Linked DNA regions of Sus scrofa: all the other regions are linked to region 4. A link is a contact called in public Hi-C and promoter capture Hi-C data. All regions are on one chromosome and are shown on one strand. The core of a region is the stretch at or near the end of the contact, and the rest is flanking DNA. Distances in the headings are between cores, read along the strand shown.

Region 1 (7,035 bases), core at 3,888-6,387, 250 kb before region 4:
AGGGGAAAGAGTCCTTGGAGTTCCCATCATGGCTCAGCAGTTAATGAATCTGACTAGTATCCATGAGTACGCAGGTTTGATCCTTGGCCTTGCTCAGTGGGTTACGGATCTGGCATTGCCGTGAGCTGTGGTGTAAGTCACAGAAACGGCTCACATTCTACGTTGCTGTGGCTGTGGTGTAAGCCAGCAGCTACAGCTCCAATTCAACCCCTAGCCTAGAAATCTCCATATGCTGTGGGTACAGCCCAAAAAAGCAAAAAAAAGAAAAGAAAGAGTCCTTAAAGATTTAGTCACACTCACTGCCCCCTTCTGCAGAAGTGGAACCTAAGGCCAAGAAACTGTGTGACTCACCCGAGGTCACAGACAGCAGGGCTGGGAACTGAACCCATGTTTCTAGGCTTCCGAGGTCTCTGCAGTGTATAGTCATTCCATTCACTCAACAAATATCTGAACGTCTACACACTTGCAAGCACTGGAAATTTAACAGAGACCAAGAGAAACCCAAATCTTACTTACTGGACATTTATAAAGCACTTGCCCTCATGGAGCTTATCATCTACCTCTCTCTTCCCAGTCACCCTCTCTTCCTCTCAGGGGATAAACTGCTGTCAAGTGAAAGAAGAAAAACTAGCCTTTGCTGTGAAAGGCAGTGCAAAAATGGCTGAAGGACACAGTCTGAGAACATACACCGCTGCAAGCTTCAACCCTCTCCTTTAAGTTAATCTAAAAGAATGAGCCCCCGTTGTGCAGCAAACGAGGTGTCACAGAAGTAAACCTGAGTTAGTGGCTCAGATTCAAGTCCAACTTCTATTGGTATGTGACCCTGGGATAGTTGGCTTCTCTTCCCTGAACCTCATCCATAAAGTGGGCTAGGTAGCACTGCCAGAGATGCAAACTCACATGCTTACAGGGGCCAGGCAATTTTACCAATGGGTGAGACAGAACTGATGGAGACAATGGCCAAGTAGAGGGACCATGTGCTGGGTATAAGAGGCAGCCTTGGGAATTCCCTGGTGGCCTAGTGGTTAAGGACTCAGCATTGTCATTGCTGTGGCACAGGTTCAATCCCTGGCCTGGGAACTTTCACATGCCCGGGCACAGCCAAAAAAAAAAAAAGAGGAGGCCTCTACTTAGTTCCAACCAATGTAATGTAATGTGGGGATGTCTGACCTTACCATTTTTCAAAAGACAGAAATCAGAAACTATGAACTCGCCATACGTGAGGGGGGCAGGTGGTGGCTAGGACGGAGACTGAAACATTTCCCAATTTCTCATTATAAGAAATTTCAAACACACACGGGTTCCTCCTGTGTGGCCTGACAGGGCTGGCACGTTCGATCCTGGCCCAGCACAGTGGGTTAAGGACCTGGCATTGCCACAGCTACAGAGTAGGCTGCAACTGCAGCTCCAATCTGATCCTTAGGAAATCCATATGCCACAGGATGGCCAAAAAAGAAAAAGAAATTTCAAACATACAGAAAAGTAGGAAGAATAGTTAACATCTTGCCCTGCTGGCTTTACCCACAAACCTACATCATGGAACTTCATACCTTTAGCACATAGCTCCAAAAATGACATTCTCCTTCATAACCACACTATTACCATGTCTACAAAATAATTCCCAAATGTCACCTAATAGGGCTGAATATTCAGACTTCCCCTATTGTCTAAAACATGTTTTTTAGAAAAACACTATCTTTGAACCAGGATCCAGTCAAGGGTCACACCTTGCATTTGGCTCCACTCTTCTTTACTCTCAATCTATAACAGTCCCTTCTTTGTTTTGTTTTGTTTTTTCCCCCATAACAATGACTTCTGGAAGAGAATCAGGGCAACTGTCTTGTAAAATGTCTCACATTTGGGACATCTTATCATTACCTCAATGGTGTCCTTTAATTTGCTCCCTTGTTCTCAAAAAGCATGATTAGTGTAACATACATTTGGCAGGAAAACATCGGAGATGATGCACTGAGATTCTTGTGTCATCACATCAGAAGACACATCATATATTTCTAAGTTATTAAATATTTCTACATGAAGTCAACTTTATTCTTTCTGATGTTCAAATTGTCCCAAATTCAGCCAATTCTCTAGATATTTAAATGCTGGCAACTAACTTTAAAAAAAAATTAAAACACTGTATAAGAGATAGTTTTTAACCTCCAGACTGTATACGTTCTCTTGAAGGCCCTTTGTGTTTCTCTCACTTACAATTCTGACAACCTTGGTCCACTAGTACAGAGTCAGAGGCAAAACTGTGGCCCGAATGCAGTCTGTCAATTCCCAGGCTACTTTCCACTTTGCAAAGGAACCCCAGTGCCCAAAGGTCTCTCATTCCATCCTGGACGCCCTTAGAGGCAAGCCAATTTCCTCCTTCCTTTCTGTATAGAGGAGGAAATCACTGCCCTTCCTTCCCCGAAGAGCTACTAAGAGACTCAGCTGAAAAATGAACATGAGAGCACTTTCATCAACTCTGTAAGACTGTGTACAAATCTAAAGACTCCAATTTATAAGTAACCCCTTCCTTTCCTCCCAGGACCCTCAGTCAATCCTTTTCAGGTTCTCCACTGAGTTCAGTATGTCTTCACTTCCTCAGAATTAACTCCCACCTCTCATTTCCATGCCCCAATTTTGATTTGCCCCTTAGGTCATCTCCCCCCTCAAAGCCCCACCCCCATGCCTTTTTATTGCTCTTCAGATAAATCATCCATTTCTACCCCTCTGACAGGTCCCTCATTAATTCCAGTTTAATCCTCACTCAAAACAAAACTACCTGCTGCCCCAAGCTCTTGGATCAACTCTTCTGGTACACTCAGGGCCTCCCAACACCCCAATCCTTCAAACAGCAATCCCTAAACTCCATCAATCCCACCTGGGTCTTCAGGCCCATTCTCATCATTTAATTTCCCATCTTCTATTTCAGGTGCCTTTAATCCTCAGACCAAGGCTCGCTAATGCCTCATGATGTGCCCAATCACAAGAAGACCCTGCACAACGGAAATGAACCTGAAGTAACCCAACCTCACCCCACCCACCACGCACACTCTCTCTCACCAAAAAATTCTACCCCTCAAACTAAGTTCTCCTGACTTGCCTGCTTCCCCAACCCTTAGATCAATTAATTCTACACTCTGTCCTCAATCACATAATGACTCCCCATCACCCAGCCCGCAGCTATGAACTCAACCATTCGCATATTTCTACTGAGATGTATAGTAAACATCTAAAACATAATCCAGGACTTCTCCTGTGACTCAGCTGGTTAAGTATCTGGCACTGGCACTGGAGCAGCTCAGGACACTGCTGCAGCGAGGATTCAATCCCTGGCCCAGAAACCTCTGCATGCCACAAGCACAGCCAAAACAAACAAACAGCAACAAAAAACCTAAGTCCCAAAGAGAACCCCCGATTCTTCCCCCACCCCACCAAACCTGCAGTTTCCCCCACCTCCGTCAGGAAGGGCACTTCCATCTTCCCACTTGCTCAGGCCAAAAACCTTGGAACCTTCCTTGAGTTCAGACTCTCATACCCCACACAATGAACCCTTGAGCAAAGTCTGTCCCCTCTACCTTCAAATTATCCAGAATCTATTTTTGACCCTTTCCTAGAGTTCCGAGCCACCATTACTTCTGTCTCAAGGGGATTACTGCAGCAGCAGCCTCCTAACTGGAATCCTTACTCCCACCTCTGCCCACATCAACCTATTCTCCAATGCAACAAGAGTGATGCTTTTCAAACACAAATCAGATCACGTTACGCCTACGCTCAAACTCTCCAACGGGTTTCCCAGCACATTTATAATAAAAAAAGCTACTCAACTCCTTTGGTTCCAGTCACCCTGAGGCTCCAATGTGCCAAGCATGCTCTGGCCTCCAGGATGTTACACTTGCTGTTCTCTATACCAGGAAGGTCCTTCCAGATGGCTCTTTCCTTTCATACAGGTCGGAGGCTCAGTGTTACCTCTTCAGAGCCTCCCCTGGCCCCTCTCAAAATAGCTCTCCCACCTCACCATCCTTTATTGCTCCTCTTCTCCTTGTCTCTCTAGCACTTACATTCCTTAATATTTTATTATTTCTTTATGTTTACCGCCTCCTCGGGTAGAATATAAGCTCCAGGTGAGCAAGGAGTCTGCCTAGTTCACTGACCCACGCTCCGTGCCCATTAACAGTGCCCGTGGCAAGTGCTCAATCAATAGCTGATTAAATCAATCACCTCTTTCAAAGACCTCACGCCCTCGGACAATTTCTCCTCCATGCCCAAGGATGCCCAATCCCGTCCTCTGTGGACACGCCCCCACATCTAGACACAAGCAACCTCTTCAGGTCCTCCTGCCCCCCTAGACGCTTCAAACCTGTCAGGACTCCCACTTGAAATAACCTGCTCCAAGACACCTCAAAACCCCTCATTCTTTCAGACTAGCCCACCCTTTAGAGGCCACAAGAATGAATGGAAGCTCGCATCTGCTCGGTTCGCCAGTCTCACCAGCGGCCAGCACAGAAGACGTTCCCATTACCTATGAATGAATGAACTATGACCTCCCCCCCGCTTTCATCCTTTCCATGCGTTCCTGGCCCCCTTCTATACCCTAAGCCTTCCTCCTCACCTCGATCTAAATTCCAACATCACTCCCTCCGAGCGCCGAGCCCCGGAGTCTTGAATCCTCGCGAACGCTCCGGGCTCTCCCTCCGCCCCCTCTAGACGCCTCCAATCCCCCAGAACGGCCTTCCCACCACCCTGGGACGTCCTCGCTTCCCATACCTGCCGAGGAAACATCCCAAATCAAACCCTCCAGTCCTCTCAAGCGGGCGACCATGCCCGGGTACATGATTCCCACCTCCTCTCTTCAAATTCGACCCTCTGGCTCCCCGAGGGCCGCCAACGCCTCAGGCCAGACGCCCCTCCAAACCCTCAGCCCCACAAGCCGCACTGGCCCTGACCGTTTTTGGGCCTCCAGTCCCCAGAGACGGATCTGCCGGTCATACTGCGCCGCCTCCTCCTCGCTGATACCGCCGCCCGCCTCCTCCTTCTCCACCATGGCGCCAGCTCTCGCTGCCTGCGCTCGGGTCCGTTCGCAGCAACCGCCCGCCGGCCCCACACGCCGCCAACCGCCGCCGGCCGCGCTCCCGGGCCGGGTCTGCGCCTGCGCCGGGAACAGCGCCTGCGCAGTACCGCCCCCACCGCCGCCACCCGGCCCTGGAGCCTGGAACCAAGTCGAACTCCTAAGCCTCCAAAGCGGGCGGGCTGGCAGGCGAGAGCCAGTCACGTGACAGAGGCTGCTGCCAATCCCGGCCAAAAAACTGCAGGGCTTCTGAACCCGCGAGGATACCCAAGTGATCGTTTGTTTGTGAGTCTATTAATTCAGCAATAACGAGGGAGCATGTGCTGAAATCGCAGCAATGGAGGTGTTGTGAAAGAGTGTCGAGTAATACATAGTCTTGTCCAGAGGGAGCTTACATTCTATTGAGGAGGGCCCAGGGGAAAAAAATAGAGGAAAATTAAAACAGGATATGGGAGTTCCCGTCGTGGCGCAGTGGTTAACGAATCCGACTAGGAACCATGAGGTTGCGGGTTTGGTCCCTGCCCTTGCTCAGTGGGTTAACGATCCGGCGTTGCCGTGAGCTGTGGTGTAGGTTGCAGACGCGGCTCGGATCCCGCGTTGCTGTGGCTCTGGTGTAGGCCGGTGACTACAGCTCCGATTTGACCCCTAGCCTGGGAACCTCCATATGCCGCGGGAGCGGCCCAAGAAAATAGCAACAACAACAACAAAAAAAAAAAAAAAAAAAAAAAAAAAGACAAAAAAACAGGATATGGCACTCCAGGGTGACAGCAGTGGCCAGAGAAGTCCTCTCGGAGAAGATGCCATTGAGCAGAGATCTGAAGGGAACTGTAGAAACAAGCTACATAGATAACTGGGTAGACGGAGCATTTCTGGACAGGAGAACAAACAGCTGGTGCAAAGGCCCTGAAGCTTACTGACACAACTGAGGAGCCCGCGAAGAGGGCAGGGCAACTGGAACAGAGTGAGAGGGTGGGAAATGGTAGGAGTTAAAATCATAATATGAAGCAGGTGGGGAATAGTAAGCCCTTGTAGGTTAGTGATAGCTAATGTGTATTTTCTGTAGGCAAAGTGCATTTTTACTATCCATTCAACAAATAATTACTAAATGCATGTTGATTCAGTAATTATGTGCTAGGACTAGGGCAGTGAAAAAGAAAAAAAAAAATGAGTTCCTGCTGTGGCACAGTGGGTAAAGGATCATTGTTACCACAGCCATGGTATAGGACACAGCTGCGGCATAGGTCACACCTGAGGCTTGGATTCGATCTCTGGCCCAGGAACTTCCCTATGCCAAGGGTGCAGCCAAAAAAAGGAAAAAAACGGCTGCCCCCTCATGTAGGGTAAATGGGCTTTGTGTGGATGGATTATTTCTCTAACCCTTATGAGAGTAGATAATTTATTTAATAGTCCCATACCATAGCTAAGAAGTCTGAGGTACAACAGATTATCAGTAGCCTGAACGAAGTCTTATATCATAGAAGTAGTGAATCTAGGATTCAAATCCAGGCTGTGTGGCACACATACAAGAGGTTACACCGCTGGTGGTACATTAAGCTCCTACTATGTGCTCTGATCTTATCCAGTGGGTACATACTCCGTGAACCTCAAAGATAGACTTTTCCTCCACTTTACAATATGACTCTGGGACCCAGAAAAGGGTAGTAATTCATCCCAGGTCAAAATACCATTGAAAAGAGTTCTCGGAGTTCCTGTCATGGCGTAGCAGAAACGAATCCGACTAGGAACCATGACATTGCGGGTTCATTCCCTGCCTGGCCCAGTGGGTTAAGGATCTGGTATTGCGGTGAGCTATGGTGTAGGTCCCAGATGCAGCTTGGATCTCATGTTGCTGTGGCTCAGGCATAGGCCAGCAGCTGTAGCTCCGATTAGACTCCCAGCCTGGGAACCTCCATATGCTGCTGGTGCAGCCCTAAAACGACAAAAGACACCAAAAAAAGAGTTCCCATTGTGGCTCA
Region 2 (6,779 bases), core at 1,071-3,570, 150 kb before region 4:
GTCCACGCAATATCTCCTCCCCACACTGTCCTGTCCCCCTTCCCACATACAGGCAGGGGCTTGCTCAGGTCGGTGGTCGGTCCTCTCAGCGCTGTGACGTCAGCGAGACCCTGGCCCTCGAATGGCCCGGCCCCGCAAGCGGGGCTAGACAGGGGGAGAGGACGCCGTCGGGGCTCTCTCCGCGTCCCCCCTCCCTTTCTCTCCCCAGGGCTTGGGGACAATAGACAAGATGTTTATCCCCCGCCAGCGCACATGTTGTTCGCCGTAATGACAGTAATCAGCGGCGCTAATGCCGCATTCTCTCCGCGCCAGTCAATTCGCCTAATTACCGCCTGGGAAGCCGGATTATTTAAATTTAAATGGTGATTTATTGCGAGCTTAATCAATGCTATTTTCTCTTCCCCTCCCCCCGAGACCGGGGCAGGAGGGGAATTGGAGCCCCTCCAACCCCACCCTAAGGACAACCCTTTGGTGGTGGTGGGGGAGTAGCCCAGGATGTCCTGTCCCTGTCCCCTGCACTCGCAGCTGAACATGATTCTCTCTCTTCTAGTAATAAGAGTAATGCAATAAAATAGGAAATAGAAGTAGTAACAATAACACTTTGAAACATCTATCAATAATAAAGTCTGAATAATAAGGAAAAGAGATATTTGCCTATATATCTGTTTTACATAGTCTAGAGGTTTACATAGTATCCATTGCATTTCTTTGTTTATTTCATCTTGTGTCTTGGCAGTAGGACCTCAGCCTGCCTGGGGCAGGGACCTTTATCCAGTTTGTTTCCTGCTGGATCCTAGGGCTCAGAATAGTAGATGCTCAATAAACCTGCAGATACTATCATTAACAGTACTAGCCACATATTGACTGTTTACTCAGTGCCAGGTGTGTAGAGGGTCCTTACACCTATTACCCCTTCTCAGCCCGGGGTGGGAGGGCGGTGGGCAGTGGTGGCGAGGGCCTTCATCCTGATTCCCATTTCACAAGTGAGGTACAGAGAGGTGAGGCGATCACAATACTGGCGAGCGGCCGAGTGGGGCAGGGACCCCTGTCTTTCTGAAGCTCCCCATCTGACCTGCCATAGTATCCTGTCTCCTTCCCGCTCTCCCAAACTGGGCATTCAGACTCCAGAGTCTGTGTTCCTTCTGGGATCTGAGGGCGGGGGTTTCTTGCCCATTCGTGGCTGGGAGCTCAGGCTGGGTCCCCTCTGTCCCGCCCATGGAGCTGCGGGTCGCTTCTGTGATGATAATGATTCATTTCCCCTAATACGAATAACATGTGCTAGTGGTATGATCCCTGGAGTGGCCAGGCCCTTGATCAGGCCAGAAGTCATGCAATTGTCCCCACCTCGTGTGCTCGCTTTACAGATGAATAAACTGAGGCTTGGATAATAGAAGCCGCCTGATAGGGACGCACAAAAGGTCTGACTCCAAATGCCTTACTCTCTCCCGGGGGAGGACCAGGGCAGGGCTAGCGCGCACCTCGGATCAGGGCTCCCCTGCCCCCAGGAGAGTGCCGAGACCCCCGCCCCCTTGCACGCGCACTCACCGAGGCTGGCCGGCGGCCCCGCGGTCCGCAGCCCCCAGGGCGGCGCCCCGAGCGCAGCGAAGCGGCGCAGGCGGAGGTAGGTGACGCTGAGGCGCACGATGGACGCCTTGTCCAGCTGGCTGGAGATCGCTCCGGGCAGCGGGAGCAGCTTGGCCAGCTCGAAGAACTCCAGGTTCTCCTTTCCGCGCCGCGAGCGCGCTGCGTTCCGGGACTTCTCCTTGCGCTGCGCCTGCAGGCTGGGCGGGCGGCGCGGAGGGGGCGTCAGCAGGAGCCACCAGGCTCGGGGGTCTGGGGTGGAGGGGCGAGCCCCGCCTCCCCGGGCCTCGGGCAGGAGGCGGGACGTTGGAGGTCGATTCAGGTGGGGGCAGAGCCTGAGTGTGACTTCTACGCGCGGCCGTGGGGACAGAAACTTGGGTCTAAATTCTGGGGAAGAGGAAGAGGGGGTAGATAAGAGTACTGGGTAGTAGGAATTCCGAGGAAGGGGGCTCGGAACAGAACGCCAGGGATGGGCGTTACCGAACCGCAGTAAAGCAGCAACTCCGGGTAAGAAATTCTAGCCCCCCAGTGGGCGGGGCAGAGAGTGTGAATTTCTTCCCTTAGGGGCGGGGCCAAGGCCCGAGGGGCGGGGTTTTGCTCACCAGGGTCCGGGAGGGGCCTTGACCACGAGCCCCGGCAGAAAGTCCCACGGGACGCTGCCGCCGCGACCTCCCCCGCACCTGACTTCGCCTCCGCCACCACTGCTGGGGTAGGGGGCCGCCATCTCCGCGGGGACCGGCTCAGGCGGGCTCAGAGCAGCCTGCGGGACTCGAGAGCCGCGTCTCCTGCAGCGGGAAGGAGCCGGAGGCAGAGCTCAGTGCTCAAGGGGGGCCCTGGGACGCCTGCTCGGTAAACCGAGGTCCGCGTGGGGCTCAGGGTCCCGTCAAGGCGCTGGGGCTGGTTGGTGCCTCAGTTTCCCCTCCCTGGAGGCCCCGCTACACAGTCTGCAGCTCTCACCGTGCCGGGCTCGAGGCGAAGCTCAAGGCGAGGACGTGCCCCGCCGCCGCCTCCCCGCGCCGCCCGCCGGCGCGCCCGCCTCACGCCCGCGCCGGGCCGGCTCCCGCATACCAATAGGCGCACGCGGCGCGCATACGGATCCGACCGGCCCGCGCGCTGCGTGCCAAGCATGCCCAAGCCGGGCGGGGGGCGGGCGCTTCGCCGGAGCCCAGCCGCGCGCAGCTTCGGCCCCCAGAGCCCTTTGCCCCGGGGGTCCGTCCCCACCCCCCAAGCACACCCTAGAAGTCCCGCTTCTCGAATCTGCGGTGCTCCTATTTCCTGGACAGGGCTAAGGAGATAGCAGGGCAGAGGGTTGGGACCCCACCCCACGCTCTGTCCAGAGACAACCCCCAGCCCCTCTGGGTGGTGCCACGTGTCCCGGCCGCCAAATCTCCGCAGCCACAACTTCCTCCCTGAAGACCCTGGCGTGCGAGCCTCAACCCCCGATGCAGTGGCCAGAGCCTCAGGCCGAGGACGCCCCCAGGGTGGACCTGACCCTTGGGGCCCAGATGTCCTCCTATCCAGATCCCCCCGAATTAGGAAGGTGTTCCGTTATGTCTTTATTCCTCCAAGACTGGGCGTTCAGGATCCACCCCCACCCCTATATCCATGCCGCCTCCAAGCCTCCCCAACCAGGTGCCCTAGACCTTGGAGTCCAGATCCCCTAGCTCCCTATTTCCCCAGGACCCAAACATCCGTGTGCCCCTTCCCTCTGCTTCGGGATACAGACGCTCCGACGCCCTAGCCCCCAGGACACTGGAGTTCCGGTCCCCTTTTCCTTCGGGACCCAGGAGTTCCCTGTCCTCTCATGCCAGGCACCAGGCGTCCCCTACCCACAGGACCCACAGCTTCGTTACCTGGCCGCGGGGCAGGTTCCGGGCGCGGCGTGGGGCCGGCCGGGCGGCGCAGAGGAGCGGCCCCATAGACCCCGGGACGCGCCGGGCTCGGTGGGGCGCGCAGGCTGTGGTGCTAGGCTCTCCGCGCCCACCGAGGCCTCGCAGACCTGAATGCGCGGGGACAGCGCTAGCGGTCGGGGGCGGGGTCTGCTAGAGCCCCGCCCCTTGAGTCTCCGCCCCTCGGTCCAGCCCAGCGTCAACCACTTCGGCCTTTTCCATGGCAGGGGGTTCCCAGCAAGGGAGTCCTGGGCTGCTCAGGTGTCTGCGTCCTCTCACCCAAGGGCACCATCGAGGGGCCAGCCCCTTCTCACCCAAACGAGAACCTCAGTCAGTTTCTCCACCGCGAGAGGGGAACATCGGCATCCAGGCTCCATCTCTATACCCCATCGGGAAGAACTATCACCCTCTCTCCCCCAAGAAAACCGGGCACCCCAGCAGCCCCTCCGGACAAGGGCGGCATCCTGCACCCAAGTCCTCTGCAGGGGTGGAGACTCAGAAGCAAATCCAGGCGTCGGAGATCTTCATTTTCCAGCCGAAAACTTCAATTTGTCAGCAAGACCCTTTGGACAAGAAGGTGACCTTCGCTCACCACCCCGCACCCCCACCTATAAGACCAGGATTTGATATCCGGACCTCCCAGGGACCGGGACACAGGAATCCGAGGAATTTCAGTGACCACGATATCCTGGGGTCTTATTCTGGGGTCTTATTCGTGCTCTCGTGGGAACCAAAACATCAGAGCTTCCCATTAGACCGTAGCTGAGAACGTAGGAATTACAGTGCCTCCCACAGAGAACAGGGATCCAGATGACCCAGCCTAGGAGATACCACACCTCTCCTTCCCAAGCCCATTTGGCAGCCTGGCATGGGGGTGTCCAGGTGCTTAAGTGCTCCTAGGAGATCACAGTGCAGCTAATGAAGGTGGGACTGAAGTCTTAGGAGAGGCAGGTGGGCAGGGGGTGGCAAAGAGCAAGGGCCACCTCTGGATGGACAGAGAACTGAGGCACACACCTCTGAACCCTCATGGGCACTGGCTGATGGGAACACTTTTTTTTTTCCAAGGTCCTGGCATGCAGAAGTTCCCCAGCCAAGGATTGAATGCATGCCACAGCAGTAACCTGAGCCATGGCAGTGACGCTGGATTCTTAACTGCAAGGCCACAGGGAACTCAATGGGAACACTTTTTAAAAATTTTTTTCTAAGCCTGCACCTGCGGCACATGGAGGTTCCCAGGCTAGGGGTTGAATTGGAGCTGTAGCTGCCGGCCTCCGCCAGAGCCACAGCAACACAGGATCTGAGCCGCATCTACAACCTACGCCACAGCTCATAGCAACTCTGGATCCTTAACCCATTGAACAAGGCCAGGGATCGAACCTGCGTCCTCATGGATTCTAGTCAGATTCGTTAACCACTGAGCCACTACGGGAACTTCCAATGGGAATACTCTTAAAATGGCTCAGAATAACCACACCTAACAATTTGGGATGCTTATGTTCCGCTAATTCTTTTCCCAACTGCAAAGTTCTGAGCTGGGTTCTATGACTAAGCCCATTTTACAGCTAGGGAAACTGAGGCATAGATACCAGATAGCCTGCTGCCGATGGTCTCTCAGCCAATAGTAGTTTCTTCTTTTTCCCCAGAGAGACCTGTTACGGTGTCAGGGTAGGAATTCGAGCTCAGATCACTGGCTCTTCTTCTTTTTTTTTTTTTTTGGCCAGGGATCAAACCCAAGCCACAGCAGCAACCCAAGCTGATGCAGTGACGATGCCAGATCCTTAACCCGCTGTGCCACGAGGGAGCTCCAGATCACTGGCTCTTAACTACTGACACTGGCTCTGGGGCCTGGGCAGGTACCATGCCAGGCCTTGAGAATTTCACACATACCTGCAACTTATTTATTTATTTTTTATTTTTTGTCTCTTTAGGGCCACACCTGTGGCATAGGGAGGTTCTCAGGCTAGAGGTCGAATAGGAGCTGCAGGTTCTGGCTTACACCACAGCCACAGCAATGTGGGATCTGAGCCGTGTTGGTGACCTACACTGATCCTTAGCCCACTGAGCAAGGCCAGGAATCGAACTTGCGTCCTCATGGATACTAGTTAGATTCATTTCTACTGAGCCATGACGGGAACTCCTTGCAAGTTATTTATGATTACACACACACACACACAGATCTTGTCAAGGTTAACAGTCTAATTCCTGGAGTTCAGACCCCAACTCTGCCACTTACTGCTGTGTGACCTCCGACTAGTAACTTCACCTCTCTGGGCCTCAATTTTCTCCCTTGTAAAATGAGGATAATTTCATTTTAGTACCCACCTTATAGCATCATTGTTGAGCATTAAGTTCAGCCAGCAGTTCTCAAAGTGTGACCCGGGCACTGATGCCTGAGACCATCTCAGAGACATTTTCTGCCTTTTTCACTTCATTCTCCCATGAGTGTCCAGTGGGGTTTTCCAGAAGCTGTATGCCATGTGATATCATGGCAGGCTGCCTGCAGAAGCAACCAGGAGGATCTGGGTGTTTGCTTTTTTTTTTTTTTTTTTTCCTTTTTAGGGTCAAATATGTGGCATATGGAGGTTCCCAAGCTAGGGGTCAAATCGAGATACAGCTGCTGGCCTATGCCACAGCCACAGGAATGCCAGACCCGTAACCCACTGAGTGAGGCCCAGGATCGAACCCAGAACCTCATGGTTCCTAGTCGAATTAGTTTCTGTTGCGCCACGATGCAAACTCCCTGGGTGTCCCTTATGACGCCAGATTTTAAAGAGGTTTGCAAAAGTGTAAAGTAATGACATTCATCTGAAAAAATTTTTTTAGCTATGCCTGTGGCAGGCAGAAGTTCCTGGGCCAAGAATTGAACCTGAGCCACAGCAGTGACAATGCCAGATCTTTAACCACTAGGCCACCAGGGAACTCCTAAAATTTTTCATAAAATATTTTATGTTAGCCCATAATGCGTTTATTATTACTATTCAAAAATGAGGGTTTTCGGAGTTCCCGTCGTGGCGCTGTGGTTAACAAATCCGACTAGGAACCATGAGGTTGCGGGTTTGATCCCTGGCCTTGCTCAGTGGGTTAGGGATCTGGTGTTGCCGTGAGCAGGTGATGTAGGTCGCACATGCGGCTCGGATCCCACGTTGCTGTGGCTCTGGCGTAGGCCGGTGGCTACAGCTCCAATTCGACCCCTAGCCTGGGAACCTCCATATGCCGCAGGAGCGGCCCCAGAAAAGGCAAAAAGACAAAAAAAAAAAAAAAAAAAAAAAAAAAAAAGAGGTTTTTTTTTTTTTTTTTTGCGGCCACACC
Region 3 (6,636 bases), core at 1,246-3,745, 230 kb before region 4:
CAGTGTGTTAATGATCCGGTGTGCCGTGAGCTGTGGTGTCGGTTGCAGGCGAGGCTCGGATCCCCCGTTGCTGTGGCTGTGGCGTAGGCTGGTGGCTACAGCTCCGATTGGACCCCTAGCCTGGGAACCTCCATATGCCATGGGTACGGCCCTAAAACAAAACAAAACTACACACCAAAGAAATAGCAAAAAGACAAAAAAAAAAAAAAAAAGGATGTGATCCTATATACAATGAACTGTTACTCAGCCATAAAAAGAATGAAATAAACCATTTGCAGCAATGTGCATGGACCTAAAGATGATCTTACTAAGTGAGGTAAGTCAGAGAGAGACCATTTATACGTGGAATCTAAAAAAATGATACAAGGCTGTACAGCACAGGGAACTGTGTCCAGTCTCTTGGGTTAGAACATGATAGTATAAAAAACGTATAGTATTAAAAAAAAAAAGACAGTATTAAAAAAAGTGTATTTGTACGTGTGGCTGAGTTACTTTGCTGTACAACAGAAATTGAAGTAACATTGTAAACCAGCTATACTTTCATAAAAAGTTTTTTAAAAATATAGTTCTTGTTATGGTTTAAGAACCTGACTTGTATCCATGAGCATGTGGGTTTGATCCCTGGCCTTGGCCCACGGGTTAAGGATCTGGTGTTGGTGCAAGCGGTGGAGTAGGCTGCAGATGACGCTTGGATTTGGCACTGCTGTGGCTGTGATGTAGGAGCAGATCCGATTTGAAATTTGACCCCTAGCTGGGAACTTCCCTGTGTCGTGGGTGTGGCCCCCTAAAAAAAGTGATACAAATGAACTTAATTACAAAATAGAAACAGAGGAACAGACAAAATAAACTTACAGTAACTGTAACAGAGCTCCTGCCCTGTGGGGCCCCTAGGCACACAAGCCTTTCTGTTTTTAGGGAATACGCCTCAGCCTCCATGACCTTCCCTGAGTTCCAAAGGGCAGTGGCTAATCAGGGGAGGGAGGGGATGCAGAGACCAGGGAGGAGCAGTGGAGCCTTGGGGCAGGGTCCTGGTTCCTCCTTAAGGAATATACATAATACATAACAATATCTTTGAGCCTTTCCGTAGAACTAAAACTCTCAAGAAATGGAAGAATTACTCGAAGAAGGATTTTTCATTCTGGGAATGAAGGGGGACCACCAGCACCAGTCCTGGGGCCACTAAACATCTTTTTGTTTGTTTGTTTGTTTGTTTTAGGGCCCCACCCATGGCATATGGAGGTTCTCAGGCTAGGGATTGAGTCAGAGCTGCAGCCACTAGCCTACGCCATAGCCAAGAGCAACATGAGATCTGAGTGGCCGCTGCAACCTACACCACAGCTCACAGCAACATGGGATACTTAAAATCACGGATCAAGGCCAAGGATCTAACTTGCGTCCTCATAGATGCTACTCAGATTCGTTTCCACTGAGCCACGATGGGAACTCCTAAACATCAGCTTTGAAAGACAATACAAGCTTGCCTCTACCCTGATTCTTATCTGTAAGGGCACAGTCTTTAAGGCAGTAGTCTGCTGTGGCCCCCTCTGCCTGGCAAAGCAATAAAGCTATCTTTTTCTCCTTCACCCAAACTCTGTCTCTGCGTTTCTGTTCAGCAATGGTGGACAGAGGCCTGGGTTCAGGCTAGGTTCAAGTCCTAAGTGCTGTCAGTTTCGATACTACACAGAAATGAGAACAAATGAACTTCAACCACATGCCACCAATTAAATGTTAAGTGAAAGAAGCCAGATACCAAAGAGTATGTCTTGTAGATTCTATTTAGATGAGGACATGAAGGCAAAATTAATTTATGAGGTTAGGAATCAGAAGGTCCATTACCTTGGGGGAGGCTGTGACTAGATGGGGCTAGGAGGGGCCTCTGGGTTGGCTTATCATTCTCCATTTCATCATTTAGGTGATTACATAGTATATTCTCTTATCAAGTTGTATAATACTGAACCCAAACCAATAAAAAAGCCAGTTATTTCATCTCCAAAATGGGTTTATCCAGAGACAAATCAGTTGCAATTCAGGATTTACAACTTAAGAGGAACCAGAGGCAAGTCCAAAGAGCAACGGAAGAGAGCCTGGTTTTATAGGGAAAAGGGGCAGTTCCCATTGTGGCTCAGCAGTAAGGAACCAAACTAGTATTCATGATGACTCCGGTTCAATCCCTGACCTCCCTCAGTGGGTTAAGGATCCAGCATTGCCTTGAGATGTGGTGTAGGTCACAGACACAGAACGGATCTGAAGTTGCAGTGGCTGTGGTGTAGGCCAGCAGCTGCAGCTCTGATTCAATGTCTTGCCCAGGAACTTCCAAATGCAGTAGATGCAGCCCTAAAAAGACAAAAAGAAAATAGGTTAATCATTTTACTTTATCAGGAATGCTAATTTCTTCCCTGAAGGAGGTTGTAAATTACCCTGGCAGAGTTTATTTCTAAATTTTATAGTAGGATTAATATAGCATGTGATCTGGCGCCTCTGTCTCCACATCGCTCTCATGCTACAAGAATTTTCTCGGTTCCTGGCATCTAAGTGATCCTTGCCTTGTCAGGGCCTGAAATAAGGTATTTCCTCTGCCTGGAGCTATTTCTTCTTCTTCCGTGTCAGCTTAAACAACCCTGCCCCCCAAAATATTAAGAACCCTTCAGTTACTCTTTAACTTTCAGTTTCTTTCCCCTGGGGCATTATCGATTTTTATATACATAAAGACACTATGTTTCCATCGCCCATCATTGCACTTAGCCATGTAGAAGCTCATAAAGTATCCAACCAAGATCCTCTCTTGAAAATAGGACTGAACAAATTTTTGCAGGAGGCAATGAAATGCCAGCTCTGATTAAAAATCTTTCTGGGCTCTTGCGCGTAATCTTACAACCTCGAGCCAAAAACTTAAGACACTGAGCTTCAGGATACCTATTAAATGGACATAATAGTAGCTTCCTTAGTACAGTTGTGAGGGTTAAACGATTTATCCTTTTATACTGTCGAACCCTGTCAGTGCTCCCAAATCCAGCATTTAAGAGTCTTCCACCTACTACGTTCTAGGTTCTTAAACTCTGCCAAAGCACTACCAAGGCCCGCCCTCTCACACTGCCCAAGGATAACATCCACGACCGAGGTCTCTAATGACGTCATCTCCGGGCCCTTTCGGCTTCATCCTCCGGAAACCTACAACTCCAGGCACCCGGCCACCAGCTTTCGGTTATTTTTTTTTTTCTCCGTAGCTCGAATTCCTTCTCTCCCATTCTTCTGCCTAAACCTTTCGACTCTTCCCGCTGTCTCTCAGGCTGGCAATTCTCTGTTGCCCGCCTGCTCTCAGGCGAATTCCTCAAACTCTCTTACTCTATTAATCGCCTCATCCGCCACACACTTCAGTTCTTTCTGTCTAAATGCTATTACCGCCGCCCGGCCTCACTCGGCTGTTTCCGCCTCCTGTCACCCACCCTTGGCACCGCCTTCGGTTCTTTCCGGATCACCTCGGTTCCTCGTTTCTGCCCACCCCCGCCAGTCCCGACTCGCCTCGGCTATTTCCGGCTCCCCGGGCCTTCCCATTCTTTCTCTAGCTCCACCCACATCGACACCTTCGGCCTTTTCCGCCGCCCTTCGTGTCTCAGCTCCACGTGACACAGCCTCCCTGCTCCCCCTCCCACCTCGCCCTTCCTCCCGCCTCAGCCTCTGGGCTTATCCGGGCCGAGCCGCCATTTTGTGTGAATTTCTGACTGCGGCGGAGGCCGGGCAGCTGGGGCACCTAGGGCGGGCGGGCAGACAGACAGTCGGCCCGTCTCCGCGGCCCGTCTCCTTCCCCTAAAATCCTTTTTTTTTTTTTTTTTTTTTTTAAATCCCCTTTGCTCGCTCTCCTCTTCTCCCCTTCCCCCTCGCTTGCTCCATCGCGCGCGGCCCGCGCTAATTACACCGAACCACCCACCAGTGTCCGTGTCCTCCGGGTCTCCGACCCTCCCCCGGGCCCGCGAGGGGGTGTGTGTGTGGGGGGGGCCCTCTCGCCCCAATGAGGGCCCCGCGCCCGTGAGCGAGTGAACCTAGAGGCGGGCTGCGGAGAAAGCAGGCGGCGAGCGGCCCTCTGAGGCCAAGGCCGCGCGGCCTACGCGGAGGTCGGCGCAGAGGTGATTCCGAAACCGAAAAAATATATACTCATTCCTGTCAGGAGCCCTCCGAGCTGAAGTGTGCCCCTCCCGCCACGCCCAAGCAGTCCTTTTTCGTGCATTAACATCCCCTCCCCCCCAAAGGAACTATGGAGGCCGCGCCCGGGACCCCCCCGCCGCCGCCATCAGAGTCGCCGCCGCCGCCATCGCCGCCACTGCCATCAACGCCTTCGCCTCCTCCGTGTTCCCCCGACGCCTGCCCGGCCACCCCGCACCTCCTCCACCACCGCCTCCCGCTCCCTGACGACAGGTCAGGCCCCCGGCCCGGCCGGGGCAGCGTCCCCGGGGGGAGGAAGAGGAGGAGGAGGAGGAAGGGGGGAGGCCGCCATGTTGGGCCGGGCCACGGAGGAGGAGGAGGAGGAGGAGGAGGAAGGGCGGGGTCGGTGGGTGTCTCTCGCTCGCTCGCTCTTTCTCGCTTGCTTTCTCTCCTGGCCTCATGCGTTTCCCCCCCCTCGCGGCGCTCGCCCGCTCTCCCTCGCTCTCGCTCTGTCTTTTTTGGGCGCCATGCTGAGGGGAAGGTGAGGAGGCGCCCCCCGGACCCCCCGCGCCCGCCCGCCCGCCCTGGGGAGGGGGCGCCGAGGGGGGCTTCGGAGGCCCACTGGGGTCCTGGCTGCCCCTGCGCCCGGAGCTGGCAGCCTCGGGCCCGCCTGCCCGTCGCCTGGCTTCGGGGAAGGGGTTGGGGGAGGGGCTCCCGGACCTTTTTGGGGGAGATCTCGAGCCACAGCCCCGCTCTTAGGGGTTTGGAGTTGGGGGTCTCCCAGCCCCCCGCAATATCCTTTCTCCTGGGGGAGGTGTGCCCTGCCCTTTTTGGAGAGGTCCCCTAGCTTTCGTAGGAGGCAGAAAGTGGGGGTTCGTTCACGTCTTTATCCATCCTAACGGGGGGGTTCCCTTTCGGTGGGGGCTCTAGGACTTTTGGCGGGAGGTGTTTCCGAGCTGTTCCCTAGAGGGCAGAACTGGGGGGATCTCTAGCCCCCTTTCGAAGCCCCTGCCTCTCTGTGGGGGAGAGGAAGCCCATGTCTTTTCGTTAAAGGGAAGGGTCCTCCTGCTTTTTGTAGGTAGGTGATGCGTTTAGGGGAGGGAGCTGGTGAGGTTAGGTTTCCCTGCCCTGGAGAGGAGAGGAAGTTGCTCCCCTCTTTCTTGTGGGGGGTCCCTCTTCTTTCGAGCTAAAACGGGGCGCCATCCCTTCCGGGAGAGAAAACGAGGTTTCCTTGCGCCTTGGCAGAGGGCGAAAGGGAGCGCCCCCTTTGCCTTTAGTAAGTGCGAAATGGGTTCGCCTCCTGCCCTTCTCTGGAGGGAGGGTGATAAGGGGGCCAGCCCGGCGCGTTTCAGCGCGAGCTGGGGCCCCGTGTTCCCTGCTCCAGCAGAAGGTCGGGGTGCAGGGTTCGCCCACACTTTCCCGTTGGGGCAGGGGAAGAGGTGGCTAGAGTGTGGCATTGGAAGTGGTGGAAGGGTTTCAGGCGACAGGCAAGTGAGGCTTGGAGGAGTGGGGGTGGGGAGGGGAAGAGAAGGCGCTGGACAGATGGCTGCCCCGTCGCAGCCCGGGGCTGGGGAGGACCCTCCCTTAGACAGGGGTCTTAGCTAGGGCTTCCCTGCCAGGCACCACGGCCCCTTCTCCCCACTCCCACCTCCCCCGTTTCCCTTTCTCCTTCACAGACCATACTTTGCCTTTTAAAAGAAATGCCACCCACATTCAGAGACACAAGTGCAGCAGTTTGGTGAGCTTTTACAAAAATTTTTTTTTTGTTTTGTTCTGTTTTGTTCTAATTAAATGTATCATCCTGGGAATCGCAGCCCATCGCAGCCTGACTCCAGTTCAAGGAAATAAACAGATTAGCAAAGGTCTGTTCGCTAAACCCACGTTGGGCTTCCGGGCCCCCTCTTGGGGGCAGGTGCATTACTCAAAGGTGCTTACACGCTTTATTCGACCTCTAAGGAGTTCTCTTATGTCAGAAGTGTATGTCTTACAATGGGTTGGGATGGTAAGTAGCCTCTTTTATTGAGTAATTCAATTATCTCCCTCTTTTTGTCCCTTTCCTGCCTGCCTTCCTCCTCGCCTTTAGACCAAAGTGATGCTTGAGAGAGTGAATTTATATGTTCGAATCAGGATTCTAACCCTGTTGAGCCCTTTTAGACTTGCACATCCTTTTCAATGTTTAATATTTAAAATTTAATGTACACAGTTTTTTTTTTTTTTTTCAAGAAAAAAGTGTATTACTGTAACATGACAAAAACCTATGTAAAAGGCCCCTGTGTTTTCAAGCCCTTGGCATCCCTCTTGCCATGTCAATCCATTGCTTTGTCTCCAGCCTTCATCTTTGAAGAAAGTGGATACTTCAGGTCCATTTGTGGGAGACAAGGTTACTGAATTTGATTTATGATACTTACGTTCAAGTTAATGTTCTCCTTCCCTTTGCCCCCCCCCAAGAGATTGTGGTTCAAGTAGATCCAATTTTCTCATTTGACTCCAATGTCTCTT
Region 4 (6,618 bases), core at 819-3,318:
CGAACAAATGAAAGAGCAGGGGCAAAAAGGATCGGGGCAGGTCTGAGATGCACAACAGGAAGGGAGGGGGTGATGGATCAGAGAGAAGTTACCAATAATTCAGTAAGGTAAAGGGCAAATCTAAGAAGAGCCAAAATGTGGAGGACAGGACTTGGAGATAGAGGGTGGAAGCAGGTCTTAAGCAGAGAATTGAAGGGGAAACAGGTCAAAGGAAAAGGGGGCAACTGAATGGAACAGCTCAAAAGAGGGCCAATAAGGAGGTGAGATGGAGAGGCAACAGGCAAGGACAACACCGGGGCAGAAAGGACTGCAGGGCGTGAGGCTGCAGAGAGGCTGAGTTAGGGAGAAAGGTCAGAGAAGTGAATTGCAGAAATGAGAGCTGCAGGGTCAGAGAAGGGGGAGGAGGCTGCTTCACGGAAGGCAAAGTCAGAAAGCAAGCAGGCTGGAGGGCACAGCAAGATCTGAGACTGAACGAGGGGCAGAGAGGGGAGGCAGCAAAGTCTGGAAGAGAGGAAAGGATGTGAATGACACATTTTGACTAAGGGAGGAGGCAGGCAAGGTGCATCTGAGAGGCAGGGGTCAGAGAGCCCAAAGGGGTATCCGGGGGGGAGGTGTGGGACAGATTTTGCGAGGAGACAGTAGGGCCCAAGAGGGAGATGGAATTAAGTCCAAAGAGAAGACCTGGGGCAGCAGTGCCGAGACAAACGGGGTCCCAGATGGATCTCCAAGGAGGTGGAACCGCAGTTCCTAGAGGGACAGCTCCAGGGGGTGCAAGAGAGGGTAACAGCAGACCGGTCAAAGAAGGGGGCAGGGGCAGGGTGCTGAGAGCGGAACGGGAGAAGGCAGAAGGGTCACGAACCAGAATGTGAAGGTCCAGAATTAAGGGATGCGGAAGGGTCACGGAGGAGGTGGGTCCCATGAGCACTGCAGAGTCCGGGAGGGGCGAGGGGCATTACTGAGGGAAGGAAGAGGGAAAGGGGAGGCGCAGAATTGCGAGCGGAGTGGCTGCAGTGGCCGAGGGAAGGGGGAGGCCGAGGCAGACACAGAGATCCCAATGGGTCGGAGGGTGGGGGCAGACGCGGCGACAGCAGGGCTGAGGCGGGCAGGGGCAAGTCCGAAGGGCAGGCGGGCCCCGGCGGGCCGGGCCACAGCGCGAAGCGGCGGGGCCCGGGGGGCTGGGGGGCCGCTCCCTCCCCTCCCCCTCCGGCTCCTCCATTGTTCGCGGGCTCCGGGCCCCGCGGTCCCCGCCTTCCCCTGGACCCCACAACGGGGCGGCGCCCGGCCTCGCCACCGGGGCCCACGAGCTCGCGCACTCACCAGCTGGACGTCCTCAGCGCGGCCCCGGCCTCCGGATTCCCGGGAGCGGCGACGGCGGCCCCGGCGCCATGTTCTGTTGCTCCTCGTCCAGCGGCGGCTGAAGCGGCGGCGGCGGCGGCGGCGGCGGCAGCTCCGGCGGCGGGGGGCCGGGCGGACCCTCCCTCGCGGGCTCCCTCCTCCGCCTCCTCCACCTCCTCCTCCCGCCGCTCCGCTGCTCTCCCTCGGGGCGGGGGGCGGGGAGGGGAAGGGGGGAGGGGCGGGAACCAGGGGGAGGGCGGACCAGCCTCGCTTGCTCGCTCCCTCCCTCCCTCGCAATGGCGGCAGCGGCACCTCCTTCCTGCGGCCCCAGCTCCCGCGCGCGTGCCCCCTCGCTACTGCGCGTGCGTGGTGCGGGGACCTCTGCAGGGGGATAACGGCCCCTGAGCGCGCGCCGCGAGGGAATAACCCGCGCTGGGTGGGGGAGAAGTGAAAGCCCGTACGCGCCCGAGGGGCTCACTGCTACCGCAGCGGCCGGGTCCAGGGAACGGGCGCACAGGGCGCAGTGCGCGTGCGCCCCAAGAAAATGCCGCTACTGCGGTGGCTGCGGCGCGAGGCAGCGCGAGGCAGAAGGAACGGGGTGGGCAACTGCGCGTGCGCGATAAGGGATGCCAGCCGCAGCGTCTACTCGCGCTGAGGCGAAGGGAGTGGTCCGCGGGGGGCGCGCGCACCGTTGCGCGCGCCAGAAGCAGCCGATGCCCTCCTCACGCGGCCTCTTGGAGAAAACGGGAGAGAGGCATGGCCCGGCTTTGGGGGCGGGGGCGAAGGGCGCGATCCCGCTCGCGCGGGACCTGAGCAGCCAATGAGAGGCAAAGGGAGGTGGGCTTGCCGCGCGAGCGCAGCCCCCGGGATAACGGAGGAGGAAAGAGGGAGCGACGTAACGTGGGGCGGTGGGACGGAGCTGAGGAGGAGGGAGCGCACCCAGTGAGGGAATTGATTGGGGAACAGGAGGAGGCGTGGCCCGCCTTAGCCCAATCCGAACCTTGCATTTCGTCGTTCCGGAAGAGAGGGCGGTGCTGAGGAGCGCGTGCTATTTTCCCAAGCAGTGAGGAAAATCTGCAGGTTATGTGCGAGTTATTAAGACTTGCTGTGGGTTCTGTGAAGCCCTGATTTCCTGGAGAGGGGCGAGGGCCTGGTCCTCCAGGTCAGCATTGTGCAAATGACTGCAAGTCAAATGTCAGTTCGGGCGCCCGGAGGGGAAATATTAGTGATGGGAAGGGGCACTGCTATAACCCCAGAGTTCTTGTGAACTGAAGAGGGGTTCCTCTGGGATCCCTCCGGAAGTACGGATCGTGGAAGTTGAGCGTTCTGGGAGCTCAGTCAATATTTAAGGAATGCATGAAGAAACGCTATGCTTCTTACTGCATTTTTCGTTTCTTAGTCTCTTCATGTAAAAAGTGGAATGATAATCTTATCTCTTTAGTAAGGTTTGTTGTGAGAATTTAAGGAGTTCTATGTGTAAAGCACAGAAAATCATGGCTTGTTCTAAAAACGTTGATGGAGTTTCTGTCGTGGCACAGCGGAAACGAATCCGACTAGGAACCATGAGGTTGAGTGTTTGATCCCTGGCCTCGCTCAGTGGGTTAAGGATCCGGCGTTGCCGTGAGCTGTGCTATAGGTCACAGACATGGCTGAGATCTGGCGTTGCTGTGGCTGTGGCGTAGGCCAGCAGCAGTAGCTCCCATTAGACCCCTATCTAGCCTGGGAACCTCCATATGCCGTGGGTGTGGCCCTAAAAAGACAAAAAGACAAAAAATAAAAATAAAAAAATTTAAAAAGTTGATAAATAAAAACCTTTGTCCTCACGGATGCTAGTCGTTGTTTTTTGTTTTCGTTGTTTTTTGTCTTTTTGCCATTTCTTGGGCCCCGCCCGCGGCATATGGAGGTTCCCAGGCTAGGGGTCGAATCAGAGCTGCAGCCCCCGGCCTACGCCAGAGCCACAGCAACGCAGGATCCGAGCCCCGTCTGCAACCTACACCACAGCTCACAGCAACGCCGGATCCTTAACCCACTGAGCAAGGCCAGGGATTGAATCCGCCACCTCATGGTTCCTAGTTGGATTCATTAACCACTGCACCACGATGGGAACTCCATTTTTTTGAGGTTACATCTCACTGCCCTTTTTCTTTAGTTGAAGTGTACTTGATTTATAGTGTTGCGTTAGATGTACCCAAGTTTTAAAGCAGCCCAGGGAGTTCCCTTTGTGGCTCAGCGAGAACGAACCTGGCTAGTATCCTTGAGGATGCAAATTCAATCCCTGACCCCACACAGTGGGTTAAGGATCTGGCATTGCCTGTGAGCTGAGCTGTAGGTTGCAGATGAATTTTGGATCCCATGTTGCTGTGCCTGTGGCAAAGGCCAGCAGCTGTAGTCCTGATTGGATCCCTAGCCTGGGAACTTCCATATGCATAGGTGTGACCATAAGAAGAAAAAAAATTTAAAGCATCCCATTAAATAAAGGTTTTCTGATTACCGATAAGGGTCAGTTCCTTTGACTTTTTTTTTTTTACACTTTTAATGCATGAAGTTTGATTTTTATATATTAAGGTTTGTTTTTAGCACTATGGCCTAAACAAATCCAGTACATGGGCCAAATTTTCTTTTTCTTTTCCTTTTTTTTTTTTTTTGCTTTTTATGGAGGTTCCCAGGCTAGGGGTTGAGTTGGAGCTGCAGCTACTGGTCTACACCACAGTCACAGCAACGCAGGATCTGAGCCTCATCTGTTGACCTACACCACAGCTCAGGGCAATGTTGGATCCTTAACCCACTGAGCAAGGCCAGGGCACAAACCTTTGTCCTCGCGGATGCTAGTCAGATTCGTTGACCTCTGAGCCATGGGAACTCCCAGCCAGAATTTCTTTAGGCTGCCACTACAAACCTTGGCTTGTAAGTGATTTTGAGATCCATCACTTTAGAACACCATAAATACTGGGGATAAGGGACAACAGATTCCCCTACCTTAAATTCATATGTGTTTATAACTCCAATGCAGTGTTCTAGGGCCTTCCAACCTTGGAAAATTTTTGAACTGGCAGCACCTAGAAAAGAGAGAAGCCTGGACTCACTCTGGATCCAAGTACCCCTCTCTCCCCTTCTCTTAGAGCCCTTCAGCTCTGCCTTAAGTCGGCCTCGAAGTCACTTTCTCAGCGTGGCCTCCCAGATTTGGCCTGACCTCTCATACTTTGATTAAAATGAGCATTTTATGCTAGGCAACATTCTAGAGCACTTTAAACATATTAACTCACTTAATCCTCACAACACCTTCAATGTAGTTTAGAGTTCTTATTCTACTAAACTAAGCCACGGTGAGATTACATAGCTAGCGAGTGGCATAGAAACTCAAACCCACCTAGTGCCTTCTGCATAGCATTCTGTCAGAGGTTGAAGTTCTGTATTGGCTTCACCAATGTGTGAGCCCTTTGAAGGCAGAAACTCTGCCTAGTTCCTCAAATGTGGGCCCATGACCCACAATACTTGTTCATGAGTAAGTGAATGAATCCAGTGCTAAACAGAGGTGATGATGGCTGCTGGGGCCATGGTAGCCAAGACACAGTCCTTATTCAAAGACTAATTTCTACCCTTCTTTCAAATATTAGCTAAGATGTCCCTCCTTCTGGAGATCCTCTCTAATCTTGGCAGGCTGGATCAGGTGTCCCCTTTAGGCTTTGGGTCCTCCAACCAAGCCCTGTCCACTCCGGGTTGTCCCTGTAGGTCTTTCTCTCCCACCTGACTTTGAGCTGCATGAGGACAGGGTGGGGAGTCTCAATCAATGCTGAAGTTCTAGCACAAGTCCAGGCACAAGGCAGGGGCTTAGGCAGTGTTTCCCTGAATGAACGGAGAGCACCTATCAAGGAGGGTCTTCCCAGCTCTGCGTTTCTTTCCAGTGCGCAAGAGGGCAGGGCGGGTGTTAGCTGAACAAGACGAACAACCAGGGAAAACAGGCTTCCCTGGGGGCGGCCACCTCCGCGGACCCAAACTCCACTCCAAGATAAATGGACAGGCCAGTGAACACGGGGAAGTCCCTAGGTCTCCCTTAGGCCACTGTCAAGATTTCCCAAACATGGCCCTAGAGGCGAGAATAGTTTGGACTGGAGGTCACACCAACCTTGGAGCTGCAGTAGGTATGAGGTGGGACATGGGGATCCAGACCTGCATCGGAGAGATGCGCAGCGGAAAAAATCCACAAAAGAGTTTTGCAAAGGGTGGAAGTGCTGGGGCATATTCTTTCCATTCCTCAGAATCGGAATCAGAGAAAGGGTGGGAGCCACGTCTGAGCTTGACCAAGGAGTTGGTGAGCTCACAGCGCCGCCTGCAAACCGAGCTGAGGAAGCTGCAGCTAGCTGATGCTGCGGGGCTGTCTGAGCGAAGTAAACTCGTCCGCCATTGGCCGGACGAGCAGCCAATCACGAGGAAGGAACAGGAGGCGGGGAGGCTCAGAGTCACTGCAAAATCCCAGCACCTGGCGGTGCTGAGCATGTAGTCCGTGCGCACTGACGGAAGGACGGATGACGAACCTCCCAATTTCTAAAAACTTTAAGAATGGAAATATAACACGTATACCGAGAAGTGCACAAATCACAAGTGTTCAGCTCGATGAATATCCGCAAAAGAATACTCACCTGTATCCAGCACCCAGATAAAGTGACCAGTCCCTGAGAAGCCGCCCCCCCACCCCCTCCCTTGTCCCCTTCCACAAGGAGACCCTTTATCTTGATTTCTTTCTTTCTCCCTTTCTCTTTTTTTCTTCCTTCCTTCCTCCCTCCCCTCTATTTCTTTCTTTCTTTCCTTCTTTCTTTCTTTCTTTCTGGCACACCTGTGCCATGTGGAAGTTCCCAGGCCGGTGATCTAATCCTTGCCACAGCAGCGACCCAAGCCCCTGCAGGGACAGCTCTGGATGGATCCTTAACACGCTGCACCACAGGGGAACTCCAGTGAGTGACTTCCTTTGATCAACATAGTTTGTCGGATTTATCCACCTTCCTTTGTGTAGATGTAGATGGTTCATTCTCACTGCTGTGTAGTATTCCACTGTGTGAAGGAACCTCGGTGTAGATATCCGTTTTACTGCTGCTGAGCACCTGGGTAGTTTCTACTTTTTGGCTATTATGAGTAGTGTTCCTGGAGTTCCCTGGTGGTGCAACAGGTTAAGGATCTGGCATTGCCCAGCTGTGGTGTGGGTTCCATCCTTCCCCACGCTGTGGATGTAGCAGAAAGAAAGAAAGAAAGAAAGAAAGAAAGAAAGAAAGAAAGAAAGAAAGAAAGAAA

Evidence for each region. Promoter capture Hi-C pulls out the DNA fragments that hold promoters and counts their contacts. A called contact is a pair of places that touch in the nucleus more often than the background predicts.
Region 1: a contact with region 4 is called in a Hi-C map of embryonic fibroblasts, with 4 times the contacts expected there. The contact joins the promoter of SAE1 here to the promoter of ARHGAP35 in region 4. A contact is called at or near these places in 1 of 5 promoter capture datasets (fetal skeletal muscle), 2 of 47 Hi-C or Micro-C datasets (embryonic fibroblasts and fetal skeletal muscle) and 2 of 2 datasets of contacts at active chromatin or transcription factors (alveolar macrophages and skeletal muscle).
Region 2: a contact with region 4 is called in a Hi-C map of embryonic fibroblasts, with 4 times the contacts expected there. The contact joins the promoter of NPAS1 here to the promoter of ARHGAP35 in region 4. A contact is called at or near these places in 2 of 5 promoter capture datasets (fetal skeletal muscle and liver), 2 of 47 Hi-C or Micro-C datasets (embryonic fibroblasts and epiblast stem cells) and 2 of 2 datasets of contacts at active chromatin or transcription factors (alveolar macrophages and skeletal muscle).
Region 3: a promoter capture Hi-C map of liver shows a contact between it and region 4, with 3 times the contacts expected there. The contact joins the promoter of ZC3H4 here to the promoter of ARHGAP35 in region 4. A contact is called at or near these places in 1 of 5 promoter capture datasets (liver), 3 of 47 Hi-C or Micro-C datasets (embryonic fibroblasts, heart right ventricle and liver) and 2 of 2 datasets of contacts at active chromatin or transcription factors (alveolar macrophages and skeletal muscle).

The regions. Positions count from the first base shown.
Region 1 is chr6:52,955,576-52,962,610 of Sscrofa11.1, reverse strand. It overlaps SAE1 (SUMO-activating enzyme subunit 1), which reads right to left and starts at 5,137. Exons shown (of 9, transcript XM_003127243.4): 1 at 4,938-5,137. The coding sequence starts at 5,035.
Region 2 is chr6:52,853,280-52,860,058 of Sscrofa11.1, reverse strand. NPAS1 (neuronal PAS domain-containing protein 1) reads right to left here and starts at 2,320. Exons shown (of 11, transcript XM_021094623.1): 1 at 2,184-2,320; 2 at 1,546-1,781. The coding sequence starts at 2,305.
Region 3 is chr6:52,934,574-52,941,209 of Sscrofa11.1, reverse strand. ZC3H4 (zinc finger CCCH domain-containing protein 4) reads left to right here and starts at 2,495. Exons shown (of 16, transcript XM_005664626.3): 1 at 2,495-3,201; 2 at 4,245-4,410. The coding sequence starts at 3,126.
Region 4 is chr6:52,706,913-52,713,530 of Sscrofa11.1, reverse strand. It overlaps ARHGAP35 (rho GTPase-activating protein 35), which reads right to left and starts at 2,068. Exons shown (of 7, transcript XM_021094622.1): 1 at 1,318-2,068.